Linked DNA regions of Mus musculus: all the other regions are linked to region 1. The links are chromatin contacts, called in public ChIA-PET and promoter capture Hi-C maps. All regions are on one chromosome and are shown on one strand. The core of a region is the stretch at or near the end of the contact, and the rest is flanking DNA. Distances in the headings are between cores, read along the strand shown.

What was found. Promoter capture Hi-C pulls out the DNA fragments that hold promoters and counts their contacts. ChIA-PET counts read pairs in DNA pulled down with a chosen protein or histone mark.
Region 2: a contact with region 1 is called in an RNA polymerase II ChIA-PET map of memory CD8 T cells, with 12 read pairs. The contact joins the enhancer-like site here to the promoter of Dgkq in region 1. A contact is called at or near these places in 14 of 39 promoter capture datasets (the 3T3-L1 cell line, 3T3-L1-derived adipocytes, the C10 cell line and 9 more), 15 of 484 Hi-C or Micro-C datasets (the Ba/F3 cell line, the G1E-ER4 cell line, the N1E-115 cell line and 9 more), 2 of 115 datasets of contacts at active chromatin or transcription factors (astrocytes and memory CD8 T cells) and 2 of 9 other capture datasets (adipose tissue and embryonic stem cells).
Region 3: a contact with region 1 is called in a promoter capture Hi-C map of embryonic stem cells, with 2.9 times the contacts expected there. The contact joins the enhancer-like site here to the promoter of Dgkq in region 1. A contact is called at or near these places in 14 of 39 promoter capture datasets (the 3T3-L1 cell line, the C10 cell line, the HPC-7 cell line and 10 more), 3 of 15 datasets of contacts at CTCF or cohesin (embryonic stem cells, large pre-B cells and pro-B cells), 24 of 484 Hi-C or Micro-C datasets (B cells, the Ba/F3 cell line, the G1E-ER4 cell line and 14 more), 7 of 115 datasets of contacts at active chromatin or transcription factors (T-cell acute lymphoblastic leukemia, astrocytes, cardiomyocytes and 2 more) and 3 of 9 other capture datasets (adipose tissue, embryonic stem cells and liver).

The regions. Positions count from the first base shown.
Region 1 is chr5:108,658,886-108,662,363 of GRCm38.p6, forward strand. Dgkq (diacylglycerol kinase, theta) reads right to left here and starts at 1,945. Exons shown (of 23, transcript NM_199011.2): 1 at 1,558-1,945. The coding sequence starts at 1,810. Idua (iduronidase, alpha-L) reads left to right here and starts at 1,446. Exons shown (of 15, transcript NM_008325.4): 1 at 1,446-1,613.
Region 2 is chr5:107,925,099-107,928,576 of GRCm38.p6, forward strand. The region is part of intron 1 of Dipk1a (divergent protein kinase domain 1A); the gene reads right to left. Among named protein-coding and RNA genes, the nearest start is that of Gm26387, 19 kb to the left of the region's middle. Within about 2 kb of position 1,638, at least 78 of the 459 cell types and tissues checked have an H3K27ac peak or open chromatin away from gene starts, as enhancers often do. A contact at or near this core is called in the HPC-7 cell line, memory CD8 T cells and pre-B cells, where this site is marked.
Region 3 is chr5:108,042,948-108,046,425 of GRCm38.p6, forward strand. No RefSeq gene overlaps it. Among named protein-coding and RNA genes, the nearest start is that of Mtf2, 21 kb to the right of the region's middle. Within about 2 kb of position 1,699, at least 20 of the 459 cell types and tissues checked have an H3K27ac peak or open chromatin away from gene starts, as enhancers often do. A contact at or near this core is called in the P5424 cell line, T-cell acute lymphoblastic leukemia and embryonic stem cells, where this site is marked.

The sequences.
Region 1 (3,478 bases), core at 695-3,194:
AGACCCCAGACACCTCATTCTTAGAAAGAGACAAAAGTTTTCCATGGGATGCTCTGCTTGAAGGATGCTAGGAGAAAAGCGGATGACTAAGTAATGACCTAACAGGAATCTTCCCAGGCTCTCAATTTTCTCCACCTCAAAAGGTCTTGCCAGCTGCCTTCCCTGTAGGCTGAGACCGTCTTATGTTCCTGCAGGTGGAAGGCTCCTGCCCATACCCTTGTGAGGACAGCTACAACAACGCTGCTTAGAAGGGGCTCTGCACCCTCTTCTGGGTAACAGAACCTTGGGCTGCTATACATGAGGAGTTTGCTTAGGTTTCCTGATTCCACAGACCTAGGCTCAGGGGTCAAATCTGTGAGGGGTTCCTTGGATTCAAATCCTACTTTCATTATCTCTCAGTTCTGCAGAGATCCTAGGTCTAGCCTCCTATCTGTGGGTTTGCCTCCACTACCTTTACCTTCCCAGAATAGACTTAGACTTCAAACTATGCCTTCTATGACTTTCAGCCATAAAGTGAGTCAGAGGACCATCCTGCCTAGGCCACCTTTGTACGGCCTGGGGCATAGCTTCAGATATGCAGCTAAGTCAGTGTATACCTCACAGCCTCCATCTCAGTGGGACTCTGATATTTTAAGAGGGCAGATAGGACAGAGAAAAACAGGTGACCACTCCTATGTCACTACTAGCCCTGAGATCCCATGACAACCTTGCCATCCTCACTAGCAGAAGACACGCCTCTGTGAGGAGCTATGGCCTCAGTGATCCTGCCCAGAGCACACTAGTGTTCCCCAAATAGGGCAGGTTCATTGCTCCCACCTTCGGACCCTGGTCAGGTGACACTGTCAAAGGCCCAGATGTCCCCCACAGATTTGGGTCTCAGCTTCTTGTGAAGCTGCCTCTTCACAAGAGTAAGAATAAAAAGAGGGGCAGTCATGGAATTACCTGGAGAGCTGAGAAAGAGGTGCCATCCTCTGTCCTGCCCAGCCGGCTTGGCAGCTGGGTGGGAGCTGTGCTGGGACATGCCACAACTGTAAAGAAGGCTGGGCCTAGCTCTCCAAGCAGTTGAGCCTGAACAGAGCAGCATTAAATCCCTCTGTGCATCAGCATGCACTCGGGACAAGAATGCCCAGGACCCACAGCCAGCCACTCCTGCTGCCCCAGTCACTGACACGGGTCACTAGTGGGAGCCCCATTGCCCCAAGTCTCAGTCTTACCTTCATATCTCTATGCCCAGGCCCAACAACTGCCTCAGCACACACCTTGCCTCTTACAGCGCCTTTGCATTACAACAACAGCACTGCACTATGGCGACTCGGTCTCCACCTCCCACTAGGAAATCCTGAGATCTCAGGTCAAGAGAGGCCAGACCCAGGGTACCCCTCCTTCCTGACCTTAAAAGCAGGGTGTCACCTCCATAGGAAAGTCCTACTCAAACCAGAGTCTGTCTCTGTGCCCACCCACTGCCAAGAGGGACAGGTCTCAAAGGTCAGGGCAGTGTCCCGGGAAGGAGGGCATCGGCTCCTGGGAGCGGCCTTAGGACGCGGGGTGGACTCTCACCATCGCACAGGAAGCCAGCCAGTCCCCAGATGAAGTCCGAGCAGAGGTGGCAGAAGGTAGGCTTGGTGAGTGTCACCTTGCGAAAGCTGTGGCCAGGTGCTGCGGAGCCAATAGCTCTGCTAGTCCGCTCCGGCCCTGACCCCGGGCGTGTGCGGCCCGAGATGCCCAGCACTGGACTGCCGGCCGGGCTGCCAAGACGTGGGGAACCACTGCCCGGCCAGGTCCGGGCACCGGGCTCGGCTGCCGCCGCCATCCACAACCCGAGCGCCCCAGCTCCAAGCGCACGATAAAGCCAGGTCCGCGGTGTAGAGAGGGCCCTCGGCAGAGCCCGCTCCCGGCTTCCGACTGCGCTACCTAACGCGCAGGCTCACGTGGGCGGGGCCAGACTGGAGAGGGCCTCCTGAGGGGCGGTGCCGTCCTGCCAAAGGCGGGGCCTCTGGACTAGACAGAGGGGCATGGTGGCCCAAGAGGATTTGTTCTGACCTCCAGCGCCAGATTCTCCACACAGGATACTAGATATATGAGGCCTTTGCTCGTATAAGCATAGGAGAAGCTATATGGAAACATTCAGTGGGACTTCCACAAGCTCCTTTAACCCCTAATTCTACGCGCGCGCGCGCGCGCGCACACACACACACACACACACCCTCACACACACCATGGCAAAACTTTCTCCCACTGTGTTCCCAGGTCTTTGAGTACCTGCATGCAAGGGAAGGCCATCCACAGTAACCATAGCTTTGTGTTGTCCAGACAATGCCTATGACTTTGGACCTAGGAGTCATTCTGCCTCTATTGTCAGCAGCCCTCAAGGGCCCTGCTTCTATAGGCCGACTCTGTTTTGGAGTTGGGGAAACACTACTGGAATGGTGATCCAAAAAGTTCCTGGCCTCTAGCCTATTCCCAGTAGCCACAGAGTGCATCAAGGGAAGGAAACAGCGACGAGAGAGCTCTGTGTGTATGAGGACATCCTGGTCTATCTAGTGAGTTCTAGGATAACTGAGGCTATGTAGAGAGGCTCTGTCTTTTAAAAAAATATATATTTATTTTATTTTATCAGTATGATTGATTTGCTTACATTTTGTCTGTGCCTGGTGTCAGAGGAGGTCAGAATAGAAAACTGGATTTCCTGGAACTGGAGTTACAGATGTTTTTGAGCTGCCATGAAGGTACTAGAAATAGATCTAGGGTCTTCTACAAAAAAACAAATGCTCTTAATCTCTGAGCCATCTCTTCAGTTTCCTTAGTAGTCTTCTTAACAAGTCCTGGAAGTTTCTAGTACAATCTAAACTAGGTCTAGAATGTTTTTTGTCTCTGAGACTTACTGTCAAATAAGCTCACCCTTTCTTATGCTTCATGAACTCTTGCTGGCTGCTCAACTCTGCTGATCTGGCTCAAATTCCTCTCCAAGCTGACTGATTCAGTATGGCTTCTCTCTCGGCCTCTGACTTTTTGCCCTGCTTGACCTCAAACTAACTCCAGCAATCTATTCTACTCTTCTAACTCCTTCTCATTCTCTGGCTCATTCTGTCTTTACCTATGCCTAAATTGTTCTCTCTGTAAAACTCTCCCAGTAAAATTGTTTGCTTGCTTGCTTGCTCTTCCCCTCTTCCTCTCTTCCTCTCCCCTCTCTCCTGCTCTCTCTTAAATAGCTTTCCTTTCCTCTCTCTTCTTGTGAGATGTGGGCAGTCCTATTCTGTCAAATCATTCTCTGATTTACCACTTTGCCATTTAATCAGACATCATTTTCAAACATGGGTGCTTCCTTCTATAAACTAACTTTACCTTCATTGTTTGGAATTAAAGATGTGTGCTAAGGGCTAAGCCACATCATAACTAAAAAAAGATTTGTTCAGTAAATAACACAGTCTCAGGGTTTACAGTTTGATTAAATATCTTGCAATACTTCCCCTCTTATCAC
Region 2 (3,478 bases), core at 388-2,887, 730 kb before region 1:
ACTTGGGAGGCAGAGACAGGTGGATCTCTGTGAGTTCAAGGCCAGCCTGGTCTACAGAGCAAGTTCTTTTTTTTTTTTTTTCCCGAGACAGGGTTTCTCTGTGTAGCCCTGCCTGTCCTGGAACTCACTCTGTAGACCAGGCCTGCCTCAAACTCAGAAATTCGCCTGTCTCTGCCTCCCAAGTGTTGGGATTAAAGGCATGTGCCACCATGCCCGGCTCAGAGCAAGTTCTTAACACTAACCCTGAGTCCCAAATAGCCAGTACTACATAGGAAAACCCTGCCTGATCTGGTGTGTGTGTGTGTGTATGTGTGTGTGTGTGTACACAAGTCTGTAAAAATAAGATTTATCCAGGTATGTTGGTAGAAACCTGTATTCCAGCACTTGGGAGGTAGAGGTAGGAGAATCAGAGGTTCAAGGTCATTGTTAGTTATACTGAGTTGCCAGACAAGGCTATATAAGATCCTGTCTCAAAGAAGAAAAGCAAAGCAAAACAACAACAAAAAGAAAAACAAAAAGAAAGAAAAGCAAAAATTATTCCTTGCACGCCAATGGGCAAAGCTACACAACAGGCTCCCCTTTGCAATGTTTTGTGTGCGCTGCTCTGATATCTGATCTCAGCTGTTGATGCCTTTCTACATCAGCCATAGATCAAGCCATTCAATATTCAAACGTGGCGGTTGGTCAACACAGCCTGATAGTTACTTTTTGGATCTAGAGTTCCAGTGGTTCGATTTAATAAACAGTAGAACTGAGGTCTACAGATAGAACTGAGCAGAATAAATTAAGGATGCACACACACAATGAAAAGCTAGTTTTGCTTTTATATTCCCAAGCCAGTTTCTCACACTTGGAAACAGTAGAATACTGTGAGCAGGATGAGCTTGCAGAGAAAGCAGAAAGAGACTAAAGAGCCATGGTGCACGAGCAGGAGACAGCAAGCTCAAAGGGAAAACACACCCAACTCAGCAAGCACAAAGGGAAATGGTTCTATCTGCAGTTCAGACATCTGTCCTCAAGGGGTTTCACAGATGGTGAATCCCAGTACAAATAATTCAGGCCTTTGAGGGGTTTGTTTGTTTGTTTGTTTGTTTGTTTGTTTTTGTTTTTTGTTTTTTGTTTTGTTTTGTTTTTTCGAGACAGGATTTCTCTGTATAGCCCTGGCTGTCTTGGAACTTACTCTGTAGACCAGGCTGGCCTTGAACTCAGAAATCCGCCTGTCTCTGCCTCCCAAGTGCTGGGATGAAAGGCGGGCACCACCATGCCCGGCTGAGTCCTTTGAGTTTTATTACTAATTGTAAAAGCACTTTTAATGCAAAACATTTTTATATAGCACTAAGTGAATTCACACACACACACACACACACACACACACACACACACACACCACAAAATTAAATCACATGCAACACAATGGACCCAAGAGGCCTGTCTAAAAATCATTTGAGATTACTGGACCTAAGAAGTGTGATCATCAGCTATAAACTGACACGTGCTAGCATTCTGAGCCTCCACTAAGATTAAAGCCTGCAAAGCATGCTGTGCACCAAGCAGACACACACACACACAAAGTCCCCGTGCAAGAAGAGATCAACAATGCTGCCATTGGCTACAGCCGAAAAGGAAGGAAGCTCTGGATCGGATCAAACCTCTAGCTGCAACCACCCGTTCACAGGAAATGGTGGAGACAGCCGGTAGCACTGGCAACCTTGAAGCAAAGGACAGTTTGTGGCAAACTCCAGACTGTGGGAAACATGCAATACAAAGAGACCATTTCTTCAACAATTAAGTCACAAGGGTTAAGTCTAGACAAGGAGAAACTTAAGATTGGAAAATATTTATGAAACACAAGACAAAACCAACGAACAACAAGGAAACCAAAATGTATGCTAACACAGAGTGGGAAGCTATCAGTGCCCCAACCCGGAGGTAGAACTATAGGCAACTAAGCAACGATGAGCAGGGTAGACAGCCTTCTCAGAGTCACATCAAAGGGTTACCCAACACCACACAGTCAACCCTGAAATCAGTTACATAAATGAACCTTATACGGACTGAGCAGGTAGGTTGTAGTTGTATATTTAGGAATATATTATATATGTATGTACAATTTAAGAAAAAGAAGCCATGAATTCGAGGTGTGTGAGTGTGGTCTGGAGAAAGGAAAGGGAAGAAGAAAATGGTATCATTTTAATTTCAAGAAAAACTAAGAAAATGAAGTTTGAAAGTTTGGAAGTCAGCACTTGGGGCACAGAGGCTGACCTTCTTGAGCTCTAGACCAGTCAGGGCTACAAAGTGAGACCATCTCAAAACAAAACAGAATGAAACAAAGGGAAAATGGTATTGGTGACACAAGTCAAAAGTTTTTTTTTTCTGTGTGTGTATGTGTGTGTGGAGAGGTGTGTATTCAAGTGCCACAGGACAAGTGTGGTGGACAATTTGTGGGAATTAATTCTGTACAACCAACATGTGGCACCAGAGGTTGAATTCAGGTCCCCAGTTTGACGGTGCTAAGTCATCACATCCACACGCCTCTCTCCTCTCTCCTCTCTGTCTCTCCCATCTCTCTCCTCTCTTCTCCCTCCCTCCCTCCCTCCCTCCCTCCCTCCCTCCCTCCCTCCCTCCCTCCCTCCCTCCCTCCTTCCTTCCATCAGGTCCTTCCTCCATTCTAATTTTTTGAGTGCTGGGGACCAGACCCAAGGTTCTGTGCAAGCACGTGTCCCCGGAACTAATCCCTAAGCCTCACAAAGTACCACTAATACTTGGGAGACAATTGATAATTTGAAGTGCTGAGGATCACGCAGGAGGAATAATAAATGGTTTTAGAACTCATGGAAAGAATTTGGCTCACCGGTTAGCACAGCCAGGACGGTGTCTCTCAGTTGAGGCATGGTTCTGAGGACATCATGTTGTTGTGCAGTTCTGCTCTGCTTGCTGCCCTCACATCCCTCTTAATCTAAGAATTATGTGAAAACTCTAGGGGGCTTCCAGCCCCTCACTGGGCAGTATCTCTGGCACTCACAGTACTAATCCTTGATCTCTCTCAGGCATTGCTGCTGGAGCAGATTATTATCATTGCACTAGAGAAGAACTTAGAGACCTATTGTGAGCAATGACCACCAGCCTTAAAAAACTTTTGGAAAAAGAATGTTAGTGAAGCTGGGCTGAGATGCTTTTACTACTGGCTTTGATGTAGAACATCTTGGGGAACAATTTGAAGTTCAGAAAGGAACTCTGTTATTAGTTACGCGAGGAGCTTTTACGTTCAGGGACAAGAACAATGGCAGCACTAGCTCACGTGACTCTCTCTGAGGCTGAACTGGTGATGATAAATTTCTTATATCCATTTTTTTTGTTTTTGTTTTTTTGTTTCTTTTGTTTTTGTTTTTTGAGACAGGGTTTCTCTGTATAGCCCTGGCTGTCCTGGAACTCACTCTGTAGACCAGGCTGGCATCAAACTCAGAAATCCACCTGCCTC
Region 3 (3,478 bases), core at 449-2,948, 620 kb before region 1:
CTCTTGGCCCTGGTCACTTACACTTGGCTGAAGAATAAACTATCTTATACTGCCTTTGTAAGGCACTGTCTCAAAGCAAAATGAACAAAACAAACAAAACAAAACAGGGGCTACAGAGATGACACAGCAGTTAAAAAATACCTACTGTTCTTGCAAAGGAACTGGGTTTGATTTCCAACACCCACATGGCAGCTTACAACCATCTGTAACTTCAGTTCCAGGAGATCTGATGCTCTCTTTCGGTCTCCATGGGCACCAGGCACGTGTGTAGCACACAAACACACATGTGGGGAAAGCACTCATACATAGGAGCTGAAGACACTGCTCAATGGCGCAGTAGTTAAACTCATTGGCTGCTCTTCCAGAGGACCCAGGTTCAATTCCCAGCAACCACATAAGGGCTCACAACTGTTTTTAAATCCAGTTCCAGGGGAATCTGTCATCCTTAGGCACTGCACAAGCCTGGTTCACAGATGCACAAACATATGTACAGGTAAAATACCCATACATATAAAATAAAACTGAAGGGAAAAGTTAAATTTAAAATAACATGAATACACATGATAAAATAACTTAAAAACATGGTACTGTAGCTCTAGCTTATCTGATAGAGTGCTGATTCTAATGAGCACAAAACCGTAGCACCACTTGAAACCATGAATGGTGCCACATGCCTGTATTTCTATAACTTGGGAGGTGGAGACAGGAAGTTCTGGGCTATTGTAAGTAGTTCCAGGTAGTCTGGGCTACTGTAAGACTCGGTGAAGAAGGAGGCGGGGGTGGAGGAGGAGGGAGAAGAGGAGGAGAAGGGAGAGGAGGAGGAGGGGGAGGGGGAAGGGGAGGGGAGGGGGAGGAGGAGGAGGAGGAGGAGGAGGAGGAGGAGGAGGAGGAGGAGGAGAAGGAGAATAAAAACACTTTTAGCTTTTAATTCCAGCACTTGAAAAGCAGAGGCAAGCAGTTCTCTGAATTCAAGGCCAGCCTGGTCTACAGAGTGAGCTCTAGGATAGCCAGGGCTACACAGAAGAACCCTGTCTGGGATGGGGGGTGGGAGGGGGAATTATTCACTCTTAATTTCATAGTACCAACTGTTGTCCAACATCTGGCTTTCTGGTGGCTACACCTGGGGCATCATCAAACTGAAGTGGGGGGAGGGAGAGTAAAAGTATCCAAAGGTATCGGATTCCAGCAGAGAGGTGAAGCTTGGGTGTTAACCACAAATTGTCAAGTTTGATCAAAGGACTTACCCTGAAAAGGAGAAGCCACAGATCTTGGCTGGGAAAGAGGAATGGATGGGAGAACACAAAATAGAGACAGGAGTTGGGAAAGCAGGTTGAGAGCAACCCAGAGCACCTTGTCTAGGTGGGATAATTCCAACCCAGGGCACTACAAACATCCTGTTCCAGTGGCTGAAATTCTCTCATAAAAGGCCAAATGGTAAAGCGTTTCAAAGCCTGCATTTTGGAGCCAGGAAACCTCAGTGCTCAGACAACCATAATTACTGACGTGTGATCATGAACCATAAACTTCAGTTTATCACAAACTGATGGTTTCTCAGAGAAAAGTAAAGGTGTGACTGTGTGACACTGACAGACTGTAGAGCTCTTAGCGCAGTGGTTGGCAGCAGTGAGTGTCAGCCAGGGAGCTAGAGAAAAGGCTCAGCTGGGAAAGGCGGTGGCTGACCACCAAGACTGCTGACCTGAATTACTGACCCTGGGACCCACGTGGTAGAATGAGAGACCCCACCCCTCGGGTTGTCCACATGTGCACTGTAGCATGTTTGAGCCTTCTCCCCACTGATTACACTAATGTTAAAAATGTTAGCTAATATTATTAGCCTTGGTCAGAAGCTTTCTAATTTGGCTCTGGGATGTTCCAGAGACATGTACAAACACGTTTATTCACACTTTATTCACATCCCATTTTTTTTAAACCGTAACCCTATCCACTTTTTTTCTGTCATTTTCTTTCTTCTCAACATTTTTATTTACTTATTTGTGTGTGTGGGGGGGCACTTTTTCTGATGTTTTCTTTACTTTGTTTTCTTTCTTTCTTTCCTTCCTTCCTCCCTTCCTTCCTTCCTTATTTTTCCATACAGGGTCTCATGTACCCTAGACTGACCTGGAGCTCACAAAGTGGCTGAGGATAACCTTGTAATTCTGCTCTTTCTGCCTCTGCCTCCGCCTCCCAAGTGCTAGGATTACAGGAGTAACTATATGCTCAGCTAGGCTTAATTCTTACTCATTAAGAATCTTATACGTGAGTCAGGCGGTGGTGGCGCACGCCTTTAATCCCAGCACTCGGGAGGCAGAGGCAGGCAGATTTCTGAGTTTGAGACCAGCCTGGTCTACAAAGTGAGCTCCAGGACAGCCAGGGTTACACAGAGAAACCCTGTCTCGAAAAACAAAACAAAACAAGACAAGACAAAACAAAACAAAACAAAACAAAACAAAACAAAACAAAACAAAACAAAACAAAAGAATCTTATACATAAGATGTCTTCCACCTTGTTGAGGCCAAGTACCCCATCTTAGAAATAAATATCTCACCGGGGCTAATAAAATAGCTCAAGAGAGTGAAGGTGCTTCAGCTAGCCTGGCAACTCGAGTTTGATTCTTGAGACCCAAATGGCGAAATGAAAGAACCTGTTCATAACAACAGCCACACATATACATAGACCCACAAATAATTACATACTTGAGATTTTTTAAATATTTAAAAGAATTAGAATTAGGTTAGAATTAATAATATTTGTGGGGAAGCTGTTCTGAGAATTCATACAAATCAAATAAAGGAAATGGCAAAGTAGGTGTAGGAAAACATACAACATGATCCCTAGGAAGTTTATTCTAGAGATACATTTAAAATATTTATTTCAGACATTAAAAAAAATCAGCTATGCTGGCTACTCCATCCATTTCAAAGGTTAAGTCACTCATCTCTGAGTGAATGGTCCCAGTATAGAAGATCCCAGGTGGGCTGACTGCTCTGGGCTTGAACAATGTGGTAAAAGTTGGTCTGAGATCATATTTCCCTTGCTCCCACCCCTTTTGTAATCACTAGTGTATCAACCATCTGCACAGGGATAAAATTTACACTTGTACCCAGTGGCTATCAAAAGATTAGGCTGTTCTCAGAGAAGGACTTATGACACAGAAAGACAATAAAAGTTTATTTTATAATCACAAAAGAGAAAGGGTCTAAAAAATAAAAAGCAGGGCTTGCAAGATGGCTCAGCAGGTAAGAGTACTTGCTGCCAAATTTGCCGATCTGCAAGTGCCATAAAAACAAGAAACCAATCAACCAGTAACAAACAATGATATTTCTATCAATTACTTTTGTTATTACTGTAATGATAAACTTGACAAGCAATTTAGAGTGGGGAGGTTTATTTCAGCTGGGAAAACATGGCGGTAGGAGACAAAGAGGATAGTTACATTGTGTCTATAGACAGCATACAGAGAGCAGGAAGGAACTGGGA